Regions from separate parts of the Gossypium hirsutum genome. Here region 1 is linked to region 2. The links are chromatin contacts, called in public Hi-C maps. All regions are on one chromosome and are shown on one strand. The core of a region is the stretch at or near the end of the contact, and the rest is flanking DNA. Distances in the headings are between cores, read along the strand shown.

The links. Hi-C and Micro-C count contacts between places; a contact is called where the count stands out from the background.
Region 1: a Hi-C map of leaf shows a contact between it and region 2, with 2.8 times the contacts expected there. The contact joins the enhancer-like site here to the promoter of LOC107945584 in region 2.

Annotation. Positions count from the first base shown.
Region 1 is chrA12:78,561,491-78,564,336 of Gossypium_hirsutum_v2.1, forward strand. No RefSeq gene overlaps it. Among protein-coding and RNA genes, the nearest start is that of LOC121211406, 42 kb to the left of the region's middle. Within about 2 kb of position 1,336, at least 8 of the 9 cell types and tissues checked have an H3K27ac peak or open chromatin away from gene starts, as enhancers often do. A contact at or near this core is called in leaf, where this site is marked.
Region 2 is chrA12:78,061,049-78,063,748 of Gossypium_hirsutum_v2.1, forward strand. LOC107945584 (eukaryotic translation initiation factor 4G) reads right to left here and starts at 1,422. Exons shown (of 10, transcript XM_016879639.2): 1 at 1,106-1,422; 2 at 794-1,032; 3 at 496-629; 4 at 244-393; 5 at 17-84. The coding sequence starts at 972.

The sequences.
Region 1 (2,846 bases), core at 86-2,585, 500 kb after region 2:
TTCAAAATGGTGATTTTATAAAAACAAAGTAGAGTTATTAAAGTATCTCAACACCTATAAAAATATTATGAACTTTAAAATAATAAGTATTTCAAATGGAAAACTCAATTAAAATAATATATATGTAAAAATATATATAAAAATATTTAACTGGAATATTATACAAAATGTTAAAATAATATAACATGAAGATTTTAAAATAATGATTTTCTTTAACAAAGTAAAATTATTAAAGTAATCTCAACACATAAAAAATATTAAATGAATTCTCTTAAAAATAACGCATTGTATAGATAGAAAACTTAATTAAAATAAATTTAAAATAAAAGGGATAATCTATAAATAAAACAAACTAATGGAATTAAAATAAGGACCAACGTGCAACAGGTGCGAATGTACAGGGACCAAAGCTGAAAATATTCCAGATCTCAAAACGCTGCGTTGAAGCGTGGACCTAATTGACATCATGCGCAAATTATATGTATAAATTCTAAAAAACAAAGTAAAGAAAATAAGGTACAATTGAACAACAACGCGAAAGGGAGGACTAAACGCACAATTAACCCTCAAGGACCAAGTGCGCGGATCTCAACTTTGCACGGGTCGGGTCATCGGGTTTGAAGTTTCCAGACGGTGCCGTTTCAAAGCCATTGAGATTGGCTCAAAACGATGTCGCTTCCTATGCTCCATAAAAAAAAGAGGAAACCCTAAAATGAACCCCTAATAATTTTAAACAAAATCAAAACAAAAACTTAAGTTTCCTATTCCTCTCATACGGCCGAATCAGATGGTTCTTTTCCCCACCGCCGTTTTGCTTCCATATTTCGGTGAATTGCACCATCTGAAAGCATGGTTTGCCTTATTCAAAGACGTACTCAAGGGTTTTGCTGCCCTTAAGCCACGGAATCCTCACTTATACTTCGATTATTGCGAAGCCAGCAAGGATTCAAAAGTCAATACCAAGGTAAGTCCTTTTTATTTTTCCTTATACCGTAAATAAAGACCAAGAAGAACAAAGAATTAAAATCGGAAAAAAATGCTAGATCTAAGAATCACCTTTCTAAAATTGATTTCTAAATGCCTTTTCTTTGTATTCGATATTTTGTATGCCTATTTCAGTGTGCATAATCCATCAAAGTACAAACCATGGCTTTTTAAAACCGAATTTACAGAATAAATAAAAAATGAAAATTTTATTTTCCTACTGTCATTTTCTGTATATTCTGTTAGCATTTCTGTTCTCACAGGTTCTATGTTGACTTGGAGGCATACAGAGAAGCAAGCTACTCGTGGGGAGGCCGTTCGTGAGAGGCTCGATTCCATGGCTAGCTGCTGCACTGTGTATTCCAGAAACCTCTAGGGTTTCTGGTGTTTTCTCATTATTGGGCTCATTTGGGCCACATGTAAATTGGGCTAGGATTTTAGGTTTTGGACTAGTGTTTTATTTCTGTTTCGGGCTATGTTTAGTTATTGGACTTTGGGTTAGTGTTTTGGGCCTTTATTTTTGTAAAAAGACTTGGACTTTTAATTTATTTGGCTCATGGCTTTATTTATTATTATTTTTATTTTATTTTTGGTTCTGGTATAGTTTTTTTATGGGCCCGGGCGAAATGGGCCTATTACAATCACATTGTATATTTATATACTTTAATGGAAATATATGTATGTGTAACCCCCTACCTGTATCTGTCGCCGGAATAAGATACGAGGCATTACCAGAGTTTACAGAACTATTTTTCATTAAACCATATAAATCTTTATAAAATAGAGTTTACTATTTTAAAAATCTTTTAAAAGCTACATTTAGCTTGTAAATATTAAATAATATAATTTACGAGCTCATTTTTTGAATTTGGTGGTCTCGAATCACTATTTCCTACGTTGCTAAAATTTGGGCTCTTACAACTCTCCCCCTTAAGAATTTTCGTCCTCGAAAATTCCTTCAGTGGAGAGGTTCAAATATTTTTCACTAACTAATAGTATCACCAGTTCTCAAATCTGGAACATTAGCTACCTCTTCTAAATCATATATCAGGTAATTCTTTTCATACGATCTTTTTTTAAACTATTTAAAAGCATAGACTATTATTTTGTCTTACTGCATCAAAACACAGTTTACCCACTTAATGATATATCACTGTAAATCACAACTTTCTTACCCAATTTAGGCTGAATCTGAACTAATGCTTCGGTCAACAGAACTTTCATCTGGTCAAAATTTTGTTAACATTTATCAAGCCATTCAAATCTTACATTTTTCTGTAATAACTTTATCATCAATTTAGCTATCAATTATCAACACTGAAACCTTAAATTTTCTGAAATTATTACCATCATACAGATTGAAACCATAGTATTTTCATAGAGTCGGCATTTCAACCGTATAAATAGAATAATACCTCAATATTAATGGTATTCTCCAATTAGAAAAGAAAAATTGGAAATAGTTCCAGTAACTATCAGTGCAGTAATATAATTTGTATGATCCGAGATTCATATTACAGAACTCCCCTATTCGAGTCAGGATTTAAACAGTAAATATAATTACCTTCGGCCAATGAATATCTTCCACGAATAAATCATATTTATAATTTGGAGCTTCGACCCATAGAAGTAGAAACTAGTATCATATCCATCAAGTGTTCTCTCAAGCATAATTGATTAGAATACCAGAGAAAGATAGAACAGTACTGCTCATAGTTTATCAAAACTTTCAATAATTCCTTCTAATATCATAATTAGACAACCTTTCTATGTAAATAAGAATCACATCTAAAAATGAACATTCACATATGTCTCTAAAAATAGCAGAATATGTAGAATACTCAGACAAAATTGTTGTACCA
Region 2 (2,700 bases), core at 172-2,671:
GACAATAGTACGATACCTGCATTCCATTCATGAAACCAGGAGTTATGGACCCAAACTGTAAAGAGAATGCTTTGGATGGATCTTCTGGTGTTAATCCATCAGAAACAACAAAAACATGAAAGTAGTTGCATCAGCTTAAAGCTAACTAGAAACACTATCAAGTAAACAAACAGCCAATAGTATTACCTTACTAAAGCAAATTTGATCCTATAAGCTTAGTACACAAGCGCAATAAAAACATACCCTTTCCAGCGGTTGTAGGGAGACCACTGTCGGAAATTATGGTGGGTGGTTGAGAAGTTGGAGCTTTTGAAACAGCTCGAGTGCTATTCTGGATGATGGGTGATTGAACAGGCTGGGCAGCATTGCTTGCAATCGATGCATCTGATGCTCCTATGAGAAAAATAAAGGCAAATGCAAATAACATAAATATAATCACGTTTCTTCAACTGTAAACCTATAAAGCTAAGCAAGTTTAAGAAATTTAAATCATACCCTGTAGCTGGGGTTGTAAATGAGCGCCATTTTGTTTGGTGCGGGCAGCAGAAGTATTACTAGACTCGGTAGAGTTCGCGGCCAGTGAATTTAACCGGTATTGCCCTCCTTGTGCATTGTTAGACTTCTTAAGACTATTGTACGATTACCAAGCGAACAGCAAAATAAAATCACGAAATCATGGAATTGCCTAGAAAACCTTAATCCTATGAACCCTAAATAATCTGGCAATCAAAACGGAAAGAGACACAGCAAAACAAACTGAAAAGCGCAAAGCATGATGATCAGTTGTTATTACCTTCGATTGGAAGATAAAGAAGAAGAAGAAGATGAAGGAGACCGCGAGGGGGCAGGGCCGCCGCCAGCGCCCTTACTGTAAACGCCTGAGGAGGACCGCTGTTGATTAAAACTGGCTGATCGCCCGGATTTTCGGTATTGTTGCTCGCTTTTATCCGACCTAGATTGATTGAAGGACATATCCCACACTTGATTCCACCTATTGCCCTCCTTTTTTTTTTGTTTACCTTCTTTTTATCTCTGCATCCAAACAGATCGCAAAATCCATGAAATTAAAGAAACAGCAATAAGATCAAACAGCAAAAGACAGTACCTGTGAACTCCAAAGAGTTTGCAGAGAGAAAGAGAATTAGGGTTTCTTTTAATGGCTAGTCGTAGAAGATGAAAAAAGCTTTATTTTTTAAAATAAATAGAAAGAGAAAGAGAAAGAGAAAGAAAGATAAGCCAAATTAAAAAAGAGAGAGTTACTGGGAAGAGGAATATGGTCAAAAAGTCGGAAGTTTTAGGAGGTGAAAAACAGTGGGAGGTGAAAAACAGAAAACAACTCGTTTTTGAGTTTTCAAGTGCGAGAGATTTCCGATACTTTTAACTGCCCTCTCTTTTATACTGCTCTTTTCACCGACGTCTTCTTTCTTCTTTCTTCCCTATTTATTTTATTTGTATTACTACTTTTTATTATTATTCGGATTTTCCTAATGTTTTTATTTTCACATACAAATATATTTGTGGGCAGGCATTGGTTAATGCTTTGTTTCAAATTTTATTTCAGATTTTGTAGTGTAAAAATGAAAAATTATAAAAATAGTCATTTTTATTTATCTCAAATTATATTTTAGTCACTTATGTTTAAAATTTTACATTTAGTCACTTATGTTATTATTTTATTATGAAGTAGTCATTTTATCGTTAAGCTCCATTACTTCCCTAACAGTGATTCTACGTGGTAGTCTAAATGGATTTTAAATACCAATTTAGATGTCCAATTGTAATAAAACGATAACATAAATAATTAAAACGTAACATTTTAAATATAAATAACTAAATTATAATCTAAAACAAATAAAAATAACTATTTTTATAATTTACACTAAAATGAAAGTAGAAACACATTCCCAAGTCAGCCGCAAACATAACATACATAAATGAGACTGCATTTTATGTTTGCGTGGGGATTCTTTTGGTCGAAACTGAGAATTAATAACCTTTTTTATTACGTATGGTGCGCCCAAATTTTTATCCGAAAAGTGAGAAGATTTAAATAAAAATATAAGTTTAAAAAATGAGTTTAGATAAAAAAATGAGACTCATTTTCTAAATAGATTAAGTCTTGGGTAAGTTTTTTCAACTTAGTCTAACCCGAATTTGTAAAAAAAAATATTTTTATTATTTTTTTGTTATTATTTGAATGTTGTATAATTATTATTTTATTGTTAATTTTTCTATTATTTTAAATGCAGTTACTTGTTAAATTAGACTTATTTTAGTGTTATTTAAATATAAATATATTTTTTAATTTATTAAGAAATATTTATTTTAATTTTTTTAGTGTATTTAATGTATTATATTTTTAAATTTTATTTTTATATAAAAATAAAATTATAAAAAATTTAATACGGATGAACTAAGCCGAGCTCAGATTTTAATATTTTTTATCCAATCTAAATTTGAATAAAATTTAAATCCTATTTTTAGAGTCCAGACGAACTAAAAAACGAGTCTAAAATTCGCCTCACCATCAACTTTTTGCACAAACCAAGTTGGGGTTAATGGATATTAAATATTAAATTGCCCTGGACTTAATAAATACAACACATCCTATTGGAGCTTTTAGAACACTCATCTGCAATAAGAAAAACTATTTAGACTCATAAACCAGGAGTCGGGACAGTAAAGGGAAAGACCTTCGCT